Regions from separate parts of the Gossypium arboreum genome. Here region 1 is linked to region 2. A link is a contact called in public Hi-C data. All regions are on one chromosome and are shown on one strand. The core of a region is the stretch at or near the end of the contact, and the rest is flanking DNA. Distances in the headings are between cores, read along the strand shown.

What was found. Hi-C and Micro-C count contacts between places; a contact is called where the count stands out from the background.
Region 1: a contact with region 2 is called in a Hi-C map of leaf, with 2.4 times the contacts expected there. The contact joins the promoter of LOC108460599 here to the enhancer-like site in region 2. A contact is called at or near these places in 2 of 5 Hi-C or Micro-C datasets (both in leaf).

The regions. Positions count from the first base shown.
Region 1 is chr7:77,116,083-77,122,082 of ASM2569848v2, forward strand. LOC108460599 reads left to right here and starts at 3,977. Exons shown (of 6, transcript XM_017760157.2): 1 at 3,977-4,124; 2 at 4,402-4,494; 3 at 5,404-5,434. The coding sequence starts at 4,059.
Region 2 is chr7:77,048,462-77,054,011 of ASM2569848v2, forward strand. It overlaps LOC128295511 (a long non-coding RNA gene), which reads left to right and starts at 968. Exons shown (of 2, transcript XR_008285986.1): 1 at 968-1,223; 2 at 1,426-1,637. Within about 2 kb of position 3,955, at least 1 of the 2 cell types and tissues checked has an H3K27ac peak or open chromatin away from gene starts, as enhancers often do. A contact at or near this core is called in leaf, where this site is marked.

The DNA.
Region 1 (6,000 bases), core at 2,727-5,226, 68 kb after region 2:
CGGTTTAAGCTCTATTTTTGATGATTTTTACGTTTTTGAGATCGTTGCTTTGTATTCTAGCTAACCCATCCCTTAATTTTTGACTTTGTTCATAATTTTTTGAAGTGCTGTTGTTGAATATTTGGTAATAGTTAAACTAGTTTTGTAAAGTAATTTTTGACAAAAATGTCAAAAAGGGATTAAATTGTAAAAATGTAAAATGTGGTGGTTAAAAGTGTGAAAAAATAAAAGATATGGGCTGCTAAAAGTCCTTATAAAATTAGGCTAGGCATGGGTAGGTACTAAATTGCATGAATTTGCAATTTTATGTGATAAAGACTAAATTGTAAAAATTGAAAAGTATAGGGGTAAATGTGTAAATTTGCCAAAATATGAATTATGGGCTAAATTGAATAGATTGAATGTTGAATGTATTGAATTTGATAATATATAGATTAAGATAAGCCGAGATCGAGTTTAGATCGGGGAAAATGAAAAATCGACGAATAGCTGATAGTTTTTATCTGAGCAATTCGAGGTAAGTTCGTAAAATTTGAATCAAACTTTTATATATTTGAAAATATTTGAAATGAATGTTTGTGATTGAGTAATTGATATACTTGAAATACAAATGCCTTATTGATATAGTTTAATGGTTACCGAGTCTCATTTGAACTGTATGAATTCATAGGATACGAGTGACATGTCGAGCTCCTGCATTTGTTGCGGACTCACCATAGCTCGTATGAGCTTATCAATATATCAGCTCGTAAGAGCTTACTATTTTCAGCTCATTGGAGCTTACCGTTTCAGCTCAATAGAACTTACTGTTCATCAGCTCAGGAGGAGCTTACCGATCATGGCTCGAAAGAGAATAAATGATAATGAATTGATGGATTATTGATGTTTATCACCCGAGTATGCTTTGGAGTTCTAATAGGTTCAACAAGCATAAATTATGTTTATACGGATGAGTATTGTTATTGAATGGATTATTGGTTATATGATTGAGAATGAAATGTTGAATGCTAGTTATATTGAGTATTGAATTGTGATAATGGATGATTTCATGTATTAACATGTCTAACCTATGGATAGATGCTTGTGATAGGCATTTGGAAATTGTATGGAGTTTACCTTAGTTATTTGTATTGGTTTGGTATAAATGGTAAGTTTAATTCTGAATTATACAGGCTTACTAAGCTTTAAAGCTTATTCTGTTTTTTTTTCTATGTTTTATAGAGGTTAGTTAGTTCGCTCGTTTCGGACAAGTTGGAGTTGCACATCACACTATCCAATTTTTGATTGGTACTTTTGAACTTGTGGATATATGTAAATATGGCATGTATAAGCTAGTTTAAAAGATGTTAGTTATGTTACTTGATATTATGGTTTTGGTATGTTTTTGTGTATAAGTTAAGCCATGTGATTTGGTTTATTTTGGTACTATGTTTTGGTTGTGTATAAGTGTGCAATTATGACATGTTTTGGGCAAGGAATTGATGGAATGAAAATGTGCAAAAGATGTCTTGTTATGTAGTTGATATATGAATAGATTATGCATGATATTTACTAGGTAATTTAAAACTCAATTGAATTGGTATATTTTATGTATGAAATATTATGGAATGATTGCCAATTGGGTTATGAAATGTGGTCATTTATGCTTGTGAATGCTTGTGTGTATAGGGTGGCAAATGGCTTTGCAAATAGCCTATTTTTGTCCACACGGGCAGGGATACGGGCGTGTGTCTCAGCTGTGTGTGACACATGGTGATGTTGCACGGCCATGAGTCCCATGGTGTTGAAATGGAATTGAAGTCAGTATGCTCTACACGGCCTCACACACGGGTGTGTGACCGGTCGTGTGGTACCAGTCAGTATACCCTCCTAAATGGCACACGGCCTAGCACATGGGCATGTTACTTGACCGTGTTGACAAGTCAGTATACGCTAAAGTTTTCACACGGCCTGGCACACGGGCGTGTCCTCGGCCGTGTGACACAAGTCAGTATGTATGCCCTATTTCTACACGGTCTAAGACACGAGCGTGTCTACTAAGCGTGTAAGGCACACGGCCTGTTCACACGGGCGTGTGATACTTGAAATGTTGAAATTTTTCCAAGTTTCCAAAATTTTCGTCTGTTATCGATTTAGTCCCGAATGCATGATTTAAGCTTTGTATGCTTGATTTAAGTACATATTGAATGTGAATGAATGACATTTATTGAAATGAGATAATATTTGATAAATGATTGTTCTGAACTGAGTTACAAGTCTGGTAATGCTTCTTAACCTATTCCGGCGATAGTTTCGGGTTAGGGGTGTTACAAACTTTCCTTTTTTACACTTTGATCCCTTAAATTTTGAATATTTACACTTAAGCCAAAAAAATTTCACATTTTTACAATTTAGTCCTTATTTAAATCAATATACTAAAACCTACTTCTTAACTATTATTTTTTAATACTCCTCAATATTCTCTTTTATCATCTTCATATCATTTTTTCATTTTATCGAGAAATTAATTATACATCATGTCATGCTTCTTGATTTAACTCTCTTTTAATATCTTGCAACTTTCATTTTCTTTGATCTTATACCTTATTTCACTAAAACTTTATCTCATATTATGTACCACCAAGGGGGTTTTGAGGTTGTTACCATTTGAGGCTTATCGGGCATTAAAACACCTCCAATTAACCTCAGGATGTATGCTAAGGCGTATTGTTCTCTTTCAAGGGGACTCGAACTCTCGTGGAGATTTTAGAAATTTTCTTGCAACCATTTCATCTCTATCTGGCTACTGAAAAACTTGTTTGGCACCTTACCTAATAGTTGTTCACAAATGTTGCTTCAATCGCCAACGACAACTGATCTCGTAACGATTGGCCCATCCACCGATAAATCGTGTTGTAATTGAACGTCTTCGAGTGTGATTGTACACTCACCATATGGATGATAAAATGTGCATATCTTAGGTCTCTATCCTTCCACCAACACATTGATAAGTATGGGGTCCAATTTACACCTCCGAGCATATGGGACACGTGCAAGAATCCCGCATCTTCTGGCAATCATACGTGATGACCTCAAAGATAGATTGTGTATATATGTCTCCAAAATCCGATCTTCAACTTGATTATAAAAAAAACAAAAAAATAAATAAATTTTAATCTTTTTAGCAACTTAATAATAAACTTAAAATTAGAAAGGTTAGAAATATTGTCTTCCCATTTGCAATTGAAATGCAAAAATGTGGTTGTCATCGAAATGAATAAGAGTATTTGCCATTCCAAAATTGAATTAAAACAAATAAAAATCGAAAAACAGAATTAAATCAAGACGAATTTGAGAGAACTTTAATTAAAATTCTAAAACTAAATTCTTTAGAGAATTGAGATAATTGGATTTGAATGAAAAGATGAGGAAAAGATTTGAGTTTATATAGAAATAAAACTAGTTTTTTTATGACTGTTGGGGAGGTTACCGTTGAGTGAAAACGTGTCCAGCTAGACGCGTTTTCTGCTGATTGTGCAGGAAAACATGCCCAACTGGACGCATTTTCACCCTCTTTCTCTAAAATCGCCCTATTCCGATAAGTATGCCATAAATCGGTCTAATCACTCAATATTTTTTTAAATCGGCATTTTTACATAATTTAGCCTTTTACTTTCTTTTATTAAAACTTTCAAATTTATTTATTTGCATAATACTTTTTTAATTGATTTCTTTTCATTATTTGGTATACATTTATATTATTTTTCATTATAGATAAAATAATAGTTAATAATTTGACAAATAATTTTAAGATGTATTTTTTTAAATATATTTAACAAATTTTTAAAACATATAAATAATCTTACATGGGACGGGATAAAAAATTTGTTTATATAAAACACTTACGAATGCTGACGTGGAAAAGTCGTTACGCTGGGCGGTGCCGCGCTCGTGTAGATTTCGCTTTGCCACGCTTTATTAGTTACCTGTTGACACGCACTAGCATTAAGCCCACGCTTCACTTAATTAAAAAATTAAGTGCCCAGGAAAGAAAAGCTCAGCCCAATTAAATCACAGAAATGCAAGGTGATGAAGCGAGACTCCTGCTAGGCTTCCCCCCTAATTCTCGCCCTACTCCTTCTCAGGTTTTTTTCTTTCTTTTTCAAATTTCATTCAGTTTTTTATTTATTTTATTTTATTTTGCTCTTAACTTTGATTGCTTTAGGGGTTTTTAATCTCATTGTTTTTGGTTGTTGACTTGGATTGAAATTGATAAATTCGAGTTGTTTTCCTTTTGGAGATTGTGGCCTTGTTTACTTTCTTCAAATCAGTTAGACTAACAAAATTTCTCGATTTTTTCATCTTTGTTTATGAAGTTGTATATTTGATTAATTTCTTGTATTTTTTTATTTGGAATTTTAGATTAAAGCAGCTTATAGAAAGAAAGTATGGGAATCGCATCCTGACTTGTTTCCCGTTCACGAAAAGCGTTCGGCGGAGTCTAAGTTTAAGTTGGTAAGCATCGATGTGCCTTTAAAACTTTCACCCGTTTTCTAATATATTCTTTGATTGGAATGCACATCTTCATTGGGGCCAGTTTGAATTGTTGTTATATGGGTACTGGCTTATTAGTGATGCGATCATTAGGGATCTGAAAAGGAACTGTTGAAGCGTGTTGAGACAAGCTTAAGCATTTTAGAGGTTGATTTGATCAAGCTAAGCATTTTACAATGTTAGGGTTGAAAGATATTAGCTTAGAGCAGTTTTGTGACTGTTAGTAATTCCACTCTATTTAAAATATACTACTTGGGGAGTCTTTCTTGATTCTTTTTGCTATTTGAATTCTTTGGAGGGAGCTAGATTGCTTGGGGGTTTCTATCATGTTTTGGTTAAATTCATGGTGCAAGCAGCGATTTAGAATAGTATGTTCTGGTGAGTAATCAGATCTGGCTGTACGTTTATATCCTTTCATGAGATTTTTGGATTTCTAACTGCTGAACATGTTAAGTCTAACCTTGGATTTGGGAGATAAACTGAAATTTACCTGGTAAAGACTAGGTTTAGTCTTAACAAACGGTAGTTTTTATTTGGAATAAGTTACCTCACCTTCACAGAAACTTATCATTCTAGACTGGCCTTTTGAGCCATATACTTTCTAAATTATGGTACGTTTTCTGGAGGTTGCCATTCTTGACAAGAGCCAACATACTGGAAAACAAGTAACCGATAAAGTATTAATATTAAGTTTTTCCAATTAGTTTATTTCATTTATCATACCTGAATATGAAATATTTCTTTCATCTGGGAGCACTGAATGAGATAATTGTGTGGATACCTTTAATCCTGTATTCTGCAGTTTCAAAATAGTTCCAACTGCATTTACGGTTGTGACAGATGTAACCTAAAGATGTGCATTTTTTGCAGATTGCTGAAGCTTATACTTGTCTACAGTCTGGTAATTCTCCTGACTTCTTGAGAAAATATTGAGTTTTCCAAGAAATCATGGTTTGCAAACTCAATAGATAGTCTAACATGGGAAGAAATCTCTTGTTTAATGTTCTCCAAAGGTAGCACATTTTGTGGAGACATAATAGCTTGTTGTCTAAACTTAAAAGATAGGAGAATATCTGTCCTTGCCTCTTTCTGCTGTCCCCTTGGCTAACAAAATGACTTTTGCATTCACTGTTTTAGTTTGAGCTTATCTATTTAAGATTATTTTCAATTTAGTTTTTCAGAAGTCATAAAAAAAAAAAAAAAATATATAAAAGAACGATTTTTTTTATTAAAAATGCAGCTTGGTTTGAATTTTATTTAGATTAGGCTAGAATTATAAAGTTGGGATAAATAAGCTAGACTCTAGATTTAATTAATTAAGATTATATTTTAGATTCTAATAAGATTCGGATAAGTAGTACTTCTATTTAGATTGATTAGTATTAGACTTCAATATTAATAAAAATTCCAGGTTAACTTAATTTAGGATTCTAGGAATTTTGCAATAAATAGGTAGGTGAGTCTCGG
Region 2 (5,550 bases), core at 2,705-5,204:
TGAGTCAACTCGATTAGTATTAACATTGTTACCAATACATAAGGACGTGAGTCATTAATCCTTAATTGTTTTTATTTTTATTATTATCAAAAATTAATCCTTGATTGCTGTTAGCCCAAGAAAGAGACCATTTTGAAATGCCCAAGACAATTGGGTTACTGGCCGCAGTTTTAAATTTATTCAGATTTCAATATTGTGCCGAATAAATCATTTAAAGAATTTTTTTTTAAAAAATAGTATATTTAAATATAAATCTTAAAAATACGAATTACAATACTGTGGGATTACAATGTCAATTGTGAAAAAATGGGTGTCCTGATAATACATTTAATTCTTATTAAGTTGGGAGCTGAAGGGAAAAAGGGAAGCCTGATACGGATTGATCATAAACACGAGAAACATGGAGGAATAGATGCCCAAACCTATTCACTCCCTACTTTATTCATATATATATTATTATAATGTTAGTAGTGTCTCAAACCGATTCTTTATAACATTAAACTTGATAATAATAAAAGGAAATGAATGAGCTGGTGAGCACAAAGAGGGAAGGAATATATCTGGGTAAAATTATTTTCAACCTCTTTTATTAAAAATTAGATTGTATTTTTTCCTCTACTTTAAAATTAGATAAATTAGTTTATGTGCATTAGATTAAAGAATAAACTCATCCTTTTGTTAAAAATTTCATTCAATTCTATTGTTAAAAACCAGTCCCTATACGTTAGAATGAGGTACATGTGGAGCACACCACGTGTAATTTTTTTGTTATTCTACTAGCTACGTTAAATTTTAACAATAAAGATGTATGGTACTTTTAATAGAAATGACTCATTTACTTTTTAATTTAATCGTATAAAGACTATTCTATTCATTTTTTAATAAAAGGTAAAATGTAATTTAAATCTTAGTCTCTATTATATTTTTACCCATATATATGTGTGTTGAGGATTTGTTGATTGATTGATTCCTTATTAACGTCATAGAATGGTGGTCACCCAAACTACGAAAGCATCCTCTGGGGTGCAGCTGTATATAATCAGTGTATGTGAAGCCTCACTTTCCTGCATCTTTTATCGATCTAACCAACCATGTGCATATGTGTGACATGCGATTGCTGCAAAGCTAAATGTAATTGCAAGGCCGGAGATGCCAATTGCACCGACTTGATCTTAGCCATGGTCATGCCTCCCATTGGAGTTCTCAGAAAAAGAGGACCTAAGGTAATGAATCTTTTTCTTTTCTTTCATACAAAGCTGTTTCCTAATCATAAAACAAAGCTAAAGGTTGTATCTGTATTTTAACCCCCAAACATACCAGATGTCTTTACATTGAGATAAATCCGTTCAACTTGATTTTGATATATGAGTTGGAAAAGCTATATTTGAGTGAAGCTAAGCCCTTTTTTGGGGGAATTTATTGCAGAGACAATTCTGGCTGAGTGTTTGCTTGACAATGGCATTATTTGTGCCGGGAAGCATCTATGCTGTCACCGTAGTCATGTCCAAGGAAAATAATGGAACAAAATAAAATGAGAAATGCGTATTTTATATTTTTTCCCCCCTTATGTTTTCATCAAACTCATAATATAATTGTTAAGTGCTCTATAAATCTATACATAAATCAGTTTCATTTAATTAATCTATAATTATTCATACTGTATGATGTGGTCCTCATATCTGTAGTGATATAAAAATCCATATACAAAATGGAGTAGGTTGAAAAGTCACGTGGGGTAAGGAATTCTTTTGTTTTTTTACAAGGGATATGAAGTCCAAATTATCAATTTTATTTTTATTTTTTGTCAATTGAATTCTCAATCTTCAATTTTTAGTTCAATTACATTTCTTTTATGTAAAAGATAATTAAAGTGTTAAAGTTTTAATGACTTTGACCTAACTGTTTGCATCATAGTCCATGTGTATTTTTTTTTATACGGAAGGTTATGCTAAAGCTATAAAAATTTTAACAATTTACTCAACTTTTTCATCTAAAAATAATAATTTGACTAAATTTTAAAAGTTGAGAACTAAATTGATAAAAAGAATTAAAGTTAAAATGATAAAAATAGTAAATATTAAGGAGCTAAATTTATCATTATACTTATATAAAACAATTGACAGAATAATTATACTTCTCAAAGTCCAAAATGAAAATATTAACTATTTAGAATAATTAAAATAGATTAGAAATATTATAAATATGGCATAGTTACAAATTTAGTTTTTAATATTTACATTTTTTGTCAATTTGACATTTATTCTTATTTATAACTAAAATTAACCATTAACCTTTTAAAAGAGTCAAATTATTTTTTAACAAAAATATTGATGTAATATTAAATTTTAATGATGTTGGCATGGTAATATGCATAGCAGTCCATGTATACTTCATGCCTGCATGATACTATTTGTCTTATATGCCATATCAATAAATAATTTAAAATTACTAAAATAAAAAAATCATTAAAAGTTCATAAAAACTCAAAAAGAAAAAAATACATGAAGTACATGTGAATTGCTATGTTGGCTTCAATATTAAAAATTTAATGTTTTAATTAGCATTTTGTTAAAAAAGTAATTCAACTTTTTGTTGATGATCAAATTCAGCTTCTTTTTTTAAATGTTGAAGGTGAAATATAACTTAAAAATTTAGGGTTAATTAAACAAAAGAAGTAGATATTAAGAGTTAAATTTATTATTATACTTATAAATAAATAGCAAAACTCAAATTGATTTGGGTCAATATCGGATACACCAACATCAATTTCATAATGGAGTAAGACAGATGGTGGAACAAAAATACCAATTACAAAGTATTGATAGATTTAACGTCACCTTTCAACCTCGTTTCATTACTATCCCTATTCGCAAATTTAGGGAAAAAATATAAAACCTTTATCCAGCAAAATCTCTCACTTAATCACACATTCATCTCAAGGAGAAAGGATTGTATGAAACAGTGACGCCACATCATCTGTATCCATTTCTAATAGTTTTATGCCACGTCAGTATTCTTATCCTGAATTTCAGGATTTTAATTTGAATTTGATTTTTTTCAAGATAAAATCCTGAAATTCAGGATAAAAATACTGATGTGGCATAAAACTATTGGAAAGAGATACAGATGACATGGCATCATTGTTTCATTTTAATTCTAAAAAATTATTGAAATAAATAAATAAATATGCTTATAATATGTTAATATTTTTCATTATCTTTTCTCAATTAAATTAGTGTTGGATTAACTTATTATAATTTTTCATAAAGAAATATTATGGCAATTACAAGTACATCACAACAAGAACTGCCATATATTATATATAAAAAAAGAAGAAGCTGAATATTTCATACAGAATGATGTGCAAGGAAGCGTTGGGTGTTATTTATGGGTTGCATACCTAATCGAAACCCAACACCTACCCATGTATTCTCCCTTTCTCTTTCGGTAATACATTAGCCCAAAGTTGATGGTATAGAAGATCCCAACTCAGCTGAAATCGCATGCCCCACTGAATAAATAATAACTCCAAAATCTTACCTTGTACTAATTGATTTTTAATAAACATCAGGGAGAGAAAAAGCTAGACTTTCATCTAAGTCAAGTGATCCTCGAGAAATTGACCATTATGGATTCGTGCTGAAGGCTAAACAAATAAAGAGGGAAAAGAGGTAAGGGAAGGTTAGACTTTATAATCAAAAAGAAAAAACAAAAGGTGGTCCTGGTTTTGAAGAAATTGGACATTATGTAGAGCTAAAAGGAAAAGAAAGTGGTTCTATTTTGAAAAATGAAGGCAAAAGGCCCATTCATGTTTTGAATGCAGCTAGTAACGTGGGAGTTAAATTTCCTTTTATAGATGAAGTCCGTTTTTCTCTCGTCCCCATCAAAGACCATTCTTCAACACTTTTTCTATTACTTGCTTCTACTAATTAATTAACTCCCTTTCCTTTTCTCTCACCAAACCCTAGTTTGGAAAAGATTGTACTGCATGCAATCTCCCTCTACCACATACCACTTCTTTATAACAGCAGGCACCACCGCTACTTCTTTAATTTAATCTTCCTACTCTACTTAATGTTGCCCTTTTCCTAATTTCCTTTAACTTTGAATTTCATTCTCTATTTTATTTATGTAATGGAGACATGGGTTTCCATGTTTCGAAATTGATTTAATTATTAGTCAAAAAAAATTGGTTGGATTGGAAGGTGCCACAGACCCTTTTACAAACTTGTACTATTTATTACCCTCTAAGCTCATACCAATATTTCTTAAATTTATGAGAAATTTAAATATTGGTATAAGTTAGAAATTTTTTGTGCGTTTTCTTGAGCTCATGGTAGAATCCCCTCACTACCCACTCCCTTGCTGGCACGTCTTGTTTGCTTGACCGGATCTCAAACATTCATACAAGGAAACCCCACTAGAATAGCATGTTGCATCTCCCACTTTTTGTTCTCTTTATATCTCTAAGGCAAAGAACAGAAAAAGAAAAAAAGAAATTACCCATCATAATTCATTCAGCATTGTATGCGTACCAGAACAAAAAGATGTAAATTGAAAAGTGTTGAAATGTATTTATCTTTTTATTTAATGATAAAAAAATTATAAATAATTTTAAACAAAAACTGCATTCACACGAAAACAAATGTCCCAATTCAACTCCAAATTTAATTAAATCCAAATTAACATGGAATAATATGAAAACATTAGACTTCGGTCATAGATAAATAATATATATTAAATTCATTCATATTGTCATGTCTTTATAGTTAGTAGTAGTACGTACAAATCACTCTCTTTCAGAGGTCGCTTCCTTTTCAAAGTTGCTAAGAGGGGATTGGCCCTTTTGATTAGCTAATCCCTTCAAGTTTGGTCCCTCGGGACGAGAGTGCTGTGAGCGTGACTTTTGGGATAAAATAAAGTCAGCCTCTTCTCTCCCATTTGCAATCACAAAATGACAACAAAAGCATCTCTTTGTCACTTTCCATCGCTTTGGATGAGTTTCACACGAAACCCACCACCAAAAACATGTTTGTATCAACCATTTCTAATTTCGGATCTCATAAATATCATTTCTTAAGACGATTGAATAAACAATCCAACCAATTAGATGCAAGCATTTTAGTAAAATATCACAATTATGATGATATAAAATGAGATATAAACAATGGTGTAGTGTGATGATTAGTTTTTTCATTCTTTAATCATAAGATTTAAGGGTTTAATTTCTACTCATAAAAATGAATTACATGCCCAGTCGCTTAATTTTTTAGAAAATATTTACAATGATGAGATTAATAATTACTACTGATTATGAATATTCAAAATTTAAAAAATAAAAACAAAAGGAAACACTAACAACATTTACAGTACATGTTTTAGTTAAGACTAGTGTGTAGTAAAAGATACATATAAAAACGTCATGTATACGTAAGTTGACCTAAATTGGAGGCAAAAGGTCAAAAATAGGGCGAGGCTAGCTGTTAACCTAACGACTAATCGTGCGTGGGGCGGGGAGGGAGAGGGAGGTGGGGTTATAGAGTACCTTTA